3 separate regions of the Gossypium hirsutum genome follow, and all the other regions are linked to region 1. Evidence: chromatin contacts called from public Hi-C data. All regions are on one chromosome and are shown on one strand. Each heading gives the region's core, a stretch centred on a gene start, on an enhancer-like site or on the middle of the called end of the contact. The rest is flanking DNA. Distances are from core to core; before and after follow the strand shown. Region 1 holds the start of LOC107914699. Region 2 holds the start of LOC107914765. Region 3 holds the start of LOC107914741 (late embryogenesis abundant protein D-34-like).

Region 1 (2,748 bases), core at 115-2,614:
ACAAAGTGTAATTACATCGTAATTCTCTATATCGTGTTTGGTAGTACAAATTGTAATTACACAGTTACATCATTTATAATTTAAAAAAAGTATTAATTACTATAACAAATTATTAGTATGATAAAAATTTATAATATAAATTTTTAGGATTTATAATATAAGAATTTTTTGGCCACAATCATCCAAAACACTCCTACATGTTCATATTTATAAAATAATTTTTATAACTTATATAAAAATAAATTTTAAAAATAGATTTGGGTGTAATTATCAATGTAGTTACTCCAATTCTCACCCTCTTCTATGATTTGGAAAGTGTAGGTGGGATCCACAAATTACAATAATTACTTAAACATGCCACGATTGTGTAATTTGCAAGCAATTACACTAAGAGTGAGTTTGCGGTTAGTGTAAAAACAATAGTGACGGTAAGATTAGATACTGCAGCAATATTGTAATGCGAGATAAATTGTAAGCTAAACGCACCCTAACCCACCCTAAATCTAATTACTAGAAGGTTTTCAAACACTACTTAAAAAAGGTAAAATTATTTTAATTATTTTTAAACTGAATTAATATTTAAAACATAAATTCAATTAAATGCTTTTATATAAAGGGTACAGATTCCATAAGACTAATTTATAAAAAGAACTTGTAATCCCGACCTGTTAGACAGCTGGATTGGGATTATGAAACATTCTTCCAAAAAAAAGAGACATGTAGGGACGGAAGAAACGAAAAAAGACAAGGAATTTAGATTTTGAATATATTGGTTAAATTTTGCTTTTAATCCCTTTAGTAGGTTCAATTTCAAAATTTAGTTAATTTGACATAATTTGATTTTTTATTATTTTATAATATCGACAATTAAAAAAAAATCAAGTCAATAATTTTAAGTCAAATAATTAATTGTGAAATCATTTTAATTAATTAATGATATTATAAAGATAGAGTAACCAAATTACGTTTAACAAAATCTACAATTTTAACAAACTAAAGGGACTAAAACCAAAGATTGACCAATGCATTCGAAACCTAAATTCCTTTATCCACTTGAGCTAAAACTCAATTAACAAGTGTTGATTTATTTTTATTAACAGTGATTAATTTTAATGGTTGAGATAACAGTAACGAAGATCTAACGGTTAGCTTTCTTTCAAAATCTGGTTTTGACGGTCTGTTATTAGAATGGTCGGTAAAAGAAGGAAAGAACTGTTTGATTTATTAAAATTGAATATTTGGACAAAGCAAGTTTTGATTTTCAATTTAGGAAGGAGAAAATGTGCGCAAATATGGAGGGAAAATAAAAATGAAGATACAATTGGAAAAGACAATTTTACCCATCCAACATAGTGGTTTGGTGCATACAACCAAACCACCAATAAGCCGTAGTAAAGAGACCTTGAAACCCAAAAACCCCAATTCTCTCTTTCTCTGAAACCCCAACAAATAATTCCCAAAAGATTTGAAACGCCATTAGAATGACCTTCGCCTTCATCTCTCTATAGTATTGTACGACGCCATAGGACGGTAAGATTCCGTTCAATCTGCTGCATTGGGGGTAAGGTTCATGATCTCCGCCGGTTCTGACACGACACTCTGGCACGTTTTTTTAATAATAATTATTTTTATTGATTTCTCCTGGTTTTTGAATTTTCAGGGTCTTGATTTTTAGATTTTTTGCTAGATCCTGTTGTGTAGTTTGGGCAGTGAAATTTTCTGTTGTCAAAGAGAAACCCAATGTGACTTGTTTACTGTTTTGTGTTAATATGCAATCCAGTGAGGGGATTTTGTGAGCGAAGAAAAAAAAAGAGCAGCCTGTTTGAATTTAGGGTTCTGTAGGAGATGGGTGGGGGCTTCGAAACTAGCTGTTTGCAGTTTAAACCTGATGAAAGTGAGGTTTTGCCAAGGCAAGACATTGTGGAAAATAAAGGGGATGATCTGAAGCTAATGGTTCTTGATTTAAACGAAGAGCCGTTAGTGTGTTCTTTGAAAGAGGTTGAATTTGAGAAAAAAGAGGGATTGGTGGAGGTTAATGAAGATGATAAAGAAGACAGTGTGAAGAAAAATGCCAAGGAGGAAGGCTTAAAAGGTGAAGTGCAGTTTTCTGGCAGGGTTTTAAGGTCGAGGTCTGCAGTCAAGAATCAGAGTGTGATTGAAGGTGACAAGGTTGATAAAACTGAGGATGACAGTAGTTCTGAAATGAAAACAACTGAGGTGGTTAAGGAGGGGAATGATCTGTCTCATACTGAAGTGAATGATGTGCAGAGAAAGGTGGGTAAGATGGGAAAGCGTAAGCGTGGGAGACCGCCCAAGTTGCTGGATAAGGGGAATGATCAGTCTCATAGTGAAGTGAAGGATGTGCAGAGTAAGGTGGGTAAGATGGGAAAGCGTAAGCGTGGGAGACCACCCAAGTTGCTGGATAAGGGGAATGATCAGTCTCATAGTGAAGTGAAGGATGTGCAGAGTAAGGTGGGTAAGATGGGAAAACGCAAGCGTGGGAGACCACCCAAGTTTCTGGTGAAGAACGGGTCTGAGAAGAAGACATCTGAGCTGCAAGTACGAGAGAATGATTACCCAGATGGTAAAGTGAGGAAGGAGCTCAAGCGCAAGCGTGGCAGACCACCTAAGGTACTAGGCAATGGTGGGTCTGTAAAGAAAGGATTTACAATAAAAGCAGTGGAAAGTGATCATGTTGATGGGGATGTAAGTAGGCAGTCAAAGCGTAAGCGTGGAAGACCAAGGAAG
Region 2 (2,748 bases), core at 118-2,617, 150 kb after region 1:
ACATTTAATTAATTCTTTTTAAAATTTATAAAATTAAAAAAATTTAAAGTTATTATAAAAAGTATAAAAATATATATTTTTAATTTTAAAAAATAATTAGTTGCTAATGGGTATACATGTCGATTGCCACGTCATCAAAATAAATAAACATTAACTTTTTCATTCATTTTGGAGGGATTTGACAAATAATGTAAGTTTAAGGGCTAAAAGAGGTGGAAATTAAATGGAGGGCTAATATGATTTTTTTTAAAAGTTGGAAGGTCAAATAAATTATTATGCCTATTAAGAAAGAATTTTGATTTATTATTAATTGTGTTTGAATAAATTTTTTTAAAAATAAACTACTATAAACGCTAAAAATATATAAACAACAAGAAAAATTAGAAGAAAAATATATACTAAGAAAAGACTGAAGATGAATCAAAACATAATAATAATAATAATAATAATAATAAAATCAAGGTAAACCGGTAAAAAAATTGGTATAATGATAAATTTAGTCCTCAGCTTTTACGTATTATATCAATTTAATCATAATTTTAAAAAATTAACTCTCAAAATTTACAAATATTCTCAAATTGATCTTCATTAAATTTAAATTTCATACGAATATTAAATAAAATAAAAATCTGTCACCCCTCGGGGTAAAAATGATGCTAAAGCAAATGCCCAGGTTGATTGGAAGGTAGGCGTCTCAACTCTCATACTTTTATGGTGTACGCCATGTTTAGACGAGATGGTGTGAAGCCTTTGTTAGCTGGTTGCTTGTTTACATTCTTCAAATATCATGTGATGTCAGTGTCTTTCCTTCTTCACGTATTTTTTCTGCCATATTCTCCTTGCATGGGATGATTTCTCTTTAAACTAGTGTTCCAAAAATTTCAGAAATTGCAGGCAAACTAAGTTAAAGAGATGTATCAGATCTTACTCTTTTGCAACTATCTAAAGGAGAAAGGTGACATGGCCATTGTTAGATTATAGTTTTGAGAAAGCTATAAACATGGTGATTGGATTTTTTTTTAATTATTATACCTATTTATTTAACTGCAACGTTAGATTCCAAAATGACCGAACTATGTAACGTGGGTGCCTGAATTACAAATTTTTATTTTTAGTGTCTAAAATGTATTTTGTTATAATTGGAGGACTATATGTGATAGTTTACCCTAAAACTTAAAAGTGTAATCACAAGGAAGGAATGGATACTTAACCCCCCTTTTTTTACTTTCTAATTTTGTTTGGGATGGATTCCAAAGAAAGACAAAATGTCAAAATCGTAAATAGGGTTGAAAACGAGGACTAGTTTCGTAAAACCAAACGTGAAAGAGCATCCCCCCAGTACCTGTACAATATTTAAATCTAACTGTGAGGAAGTCATTTCAGATCCGTGGGACTTTGCTTCCTTTCTCTCTCTCTCTAACGCTCTCCACAATCTCATTTCCATGGCGTTTTGATGATTTGAGCCCACAAAACAAATTTTTTTATTAAAAAAAATACCTGAAACCGAAGGACAAAATCATTCACCCAACACCAGTTTACATGAAATCATCCTTCCCCAGAAGAAGAACAAGAAAAAGAAAGAAGAAGAAACTTTCACTCCCTTCTCAGATCTAACGAATATCACATCACTTCACTCCACAACTTTTCCGGTAATTTTTCCACTCCTTGGTTTTTCTTTCCTCGAGAAATTTACCCTGTATTTTATGCTTGCTTTTAGTTTGAGATTTGATTTTTTTTTTGGTTTTGTAATTTGTTTTTGTTACAGTTTGATGACTGATCTATGAAGATCTTGTCTGATTCGAGGTTATAAAGTTGTGAATTTTTGTTATTGCCCATGAACCTTTGAATCTAAGGGGTTTCCTGATCCAGTAAGTAAATCACTTCGATTTTAGTACCATCTTATCGCATCTGCGATGGCGGAGAAATTTACGATGTTGTTCTGGGCATGATTTGGCCTCAAAGTTGTTTCCTTTATTAAATTTGAGTGATCTGTAACAAGGATTTAGGGGATTTTTGAAGGATTTGGTTTGTTTTCTTTGTTGGGTTGTAATAGGACCGAACTGTGTTGTTGAATCTCTGGTTTTTATCATCAAATTTAAGGAAAAAGTATGGAGACTCTTGTTGTGGTAGCGCAGCATAGGAGTCAGTACTGTAGCAGGGTGAAGCCACATGGGCCTGCCAGATTTGGGTCATCACAACCATCTAGGAATTTCAGAGGGGTTAATTGTAGGACTTTTCAATCTGGAGCAGGATTACTCCCGACCCCGTTTAAGTATAGCGCTACTCCTTTAACCAAACGGCCATCTTCCCCTCCCTCTTCATCATCTTCCCCAAAAACGCCATCTCCTTTTGCTGATGGAACACATTCCAAAGCTACAAGGAAAAGCTCTCCTATTCCTATCAATTGCAGTAGAGCCCCTAGAAATGATAAGCCCTTTAATGTGGAAATCCCTGGGGAAGGTTTTCTGTACTCTGAGCTTTGGGCTGGACCTGCTTATTCCAATTCACCACCTCCTAGTTCTTTGCCAATACCGAAATTCTCGCTTCGGGTGAAGAGGACAGTGTCTCTTGATTTGCCTGCTGCTTACCCCATTGTTGATGTTCACCAAACTGCTAAGTCTGCACCTGCATCTCCTACCAGGGAGCTTGACCCTTCTGTAGCTGAAGTTTTTTGTAGTGCTGCCTCTGCGACCAAGGCTTTGCGTCGCATTCTCAATCTTGACAATACTGATGACTGAAAAGAGTGTA
Region 3 (2,748 bases), core at 141-2,640, 130 kb after region 1:
GCTTACTGTTTTTGCTCCCTTGGGAAAATACAGATGACAAGTCCCATCTCAATGAAGAAACACGAGCATTCATTGAAAGCAGGAAATACGTATGCATATATTTCAAACCAACTGTATATATATCACCATACTACCCGAAACCACAACCAAAATTAAAAAAGCTTGTACACCAAACATAACTTGGCTTCAAGTAAACAACTAACCAACACACAAGTAGGATATATATCTCCAAAGATTTAAGTAGTGGAGTTTTGATTAAGCCTAGCAGCAGCAGCCATGGAAGCAGCCACTCCCCCTGGCGCGGTACTCATGTATGGATTATTTCTCAGCTCCGCGGCTACCACCCTGTCTGCATCTTCAGGGGTCACTGCCTTGTCCCTAGGCAACATCGTAGTTGCATCCTGCACCAATTTTCCAAACCTTGTTAACAAACAAAATCATCACAACATTTTTATGATTAATTTGCTTCGGGTGTAAGATTATTACAGATAAAACGTCGGACAGGGTGGTTTTATCTTCAAACCGCATGGTTCGGGCATTCCGAGTGGCTGCACACTGGGCTTCAGCGGCTACTCCGCCCGGCAGTGTCTCGTTAATGCCAGTAGCTCTCCTCTCAGCCGCTTGAATTGCGGCCACGTCGGTCAGCTCCACTGCTTTATCAGCAGCAGATAAGGCCGCCGTCTCCAAAGCTTCTCCGACTGTTATCGGGTCAGGAGTAACCGATGGATTGTTCACCGCCGGAACTTCGGGTTGAATGTATTGCCCAACAACCTTTTTCTCATCAAAACAACGTTAGCATTAAAGCTTAATATAACTCATTAAAACTTATTTTATAATGATTCTATACCTGTCCCTCAACGGCTTCCGTGATCCAAGCTTCACCACCCGCGTTGGTCTTAGTTACGGTGACGCCTTCATCTCCGGTAACGTTTGCTTGATCGTGGCGAACGAGGCCTGCCCTCTCATTGGCGGCGGCTGCAGATTCCATGACAGCTGCGGGACCACTTTTCCGCGTTTGTCCAAGGACCCTGGTCTCAGCCGACTGCATGGCGGCCGCATCTTGTGGTGCAATAGGTTTCGAAGCGAGTTCACCGGTGACGCTAAAAACGTCGCTATACTTAATAGGTTCTTGATCACGGGAATGATCGGGCTTAGGCCGTCGTGGTTGTTGCTGGCTCATAGTTTCGTTGATCGGATGTTTAGCGTAATGGGTGTTGAACTGACTAGTGAGAAGTGAGAAAGGGAAGCAATCGAGCAGTGTGGCTGCTGAGGGAATCGCACAGGGTGCTTTAAGGACGGAGTCGCTGGTTCGGTGCGGCAAACAACCATGGTGACGGTGGAGTCTTGGGATTACAGGTGTCAGCGTGGCGAAGAGAGCTGTGGAACCACTTTGACAAATGGCATTTAAAGAAGATAGTGCGGAAGTACTTGGCTCGTTAGGCTTTGGCGGTTCGCGGTTGTATGAATATCATTTCATTGTGAATAATCAATTGACTCAATGGCAGCATTATATTGTAGGTATGGGTATGAGAGAACCTCATTCCTTATCATTTCATTAAATAGTAAAAGAAATTATATTTTGAAAAATAAATACATTAACTTGGTTTTTAATCGATTTGTGTATGTTTAGCAGGTCAAATATTGTTTTATCAAGAGATCATCAAGCATGTTGAGAGAGTTTATCCCAACCTACACTTTCCCTTTCCTTCTTTGATTTTCTAGATTCATTTTAAACAAAACTCTGAAATTAATAATGTCATTTAAAAATATGTAATTAATTTAGGAAGTCTGCCTACATATAGAGTTAATTCTGAGGAAGTAGGTGCCTTCTCCAGTTGGCAATCAACCAGGAACTCATCACCTTTTATCTACTTTGATGCTGAAATGGCGTCTCAAGGGAAGGTAATTACTCAATTCCACGAGCCAAAGCCTTAAAATAATGATCTGGTAGCCAACCAACTTCACTACCTCTTTGGCAAATTTGTTGAACAAAAGGGGAGTAAGAAGTGGAGTTGATGACGATGTTTTCTTTTTCTTTGCTTTTAAACTACAGACTTTATTTGTTTTTCGCCATGTTTTTATTCAACTTATAAATATTATTAGATTTAATAACACTCTTACTATGAATGTGATGATGAAAATAATTTTTTTTTCACAATTTAATTGAAGGCTCAATTTCTGATTTAATCAAGGCAGGAAGATTCAAAGGTAAAACAGCTTCGATACAGGAAGTTGAAGACAGCTACAGGAGCCACAGTACAACCCAGATGGAGTCTTACGCTAATAAAACTCGGACGATAAAGAGCCGGCCGCGGCCCTTAATATCAACTAAGTCTACTATATAATGTATAAATATGTAATACAAGCATCAGGGCGTATGAATGTCCCTGTTTAACTTCGCAGCTGTCGCCATGGTATCCGCCACTCCTCCAGCCGTGGCTATCATGTCAGCCTTGTTTCTTTGCTCCGCCCCTCTCACCTCTTCTGCATCTTCATTTGTCACCGCTTTAACCGTAGGCAGCTTTTCCGAAGCATCCTGTACACACCCCGAAGAAAATTCAGAAAATAACAGTTTTCGAAAATTAATTAATAATAACAAACAGAACCAAATGACCTCGTGATCGATCTTTAAACTTACCGATAAAACATCTGATATAGTGATCTTATTATGACCATAAGACGCACGGTCGTTGAAAGTGGCAGCAGCTTGAGCTCTAGTGCCAAGACCACTATGTTGAGTTAGCCTGC

What was found. A called contact is a pair of places that touch in the nucleus more often than the background predicts.
Region 2: a contact with region 1 is called in a Hi-C map of hypocotyl, with 2.8 times the contacts expected there. The contact joins the promoter of LOC107914765 here to the promoter of LOC107914699 in region 1. A contact is called at or near these places in 7 of 34 Hi-C or Micro-C datasets (callus, hypocotyl, leaf and 1 more).
Region 3: a Hi-C map of leaf shows a contact between it and region 1, with 1.6 times the contacts expected there. The contact joins the promoter of LOC107914741 here to the promoter of LOC107914699 in region 1. A contact is called at or near these places in 2 of 34 Hi-C or Micro-C datasets (both in leaf).

What each region holds. Positions count from the first base shown.
Region 1 is chrD08:9,955,103-9,957,850 of Gossypium_hirsutum_v2.1, reverse strand. LOC107914699 reads left to right here and starts at 1,364. Exons shown (of 8, transcript XM_041099814.1): 1 at 1,364-1,561; 2 at 1,661-2,748. The coding sequence starts at 1,846.
Region 2 is chrD08:9,808,385-9,811,132 of Gossypium_hirsutum_v2.1, reverse strand. LOC107914765 reads left to right here and starts at 1,367. Exons shown (of 3, transcript XM_016843789.2): 1 at 1,367-1,649; 2 at 1,766-2,748. The coding sequence starts at 2,109. The coding sequence ends at 2,738.
Region 3 is chrD08:9,827,052-9,829,799 of Gossypium_hirsutum_v2.1, reverse strand. LOC107914741 (late embryogenesis abundant protein D-34-like) reads right to left here and starts at 1,390. Exons shown (of 5, transcript XR_005917492.1): 1 at 848-1,390; 2 at 487-771; 3 at 204-401. LOC107908186 (late embryogenesis abundant protein D-34-like) reads right to left here. Exons shown (of 3, transcript XM_016835436.2): 2 at 2,639-2,748; 3 at 2,159-2,536. The coding sequence ends at 2,369.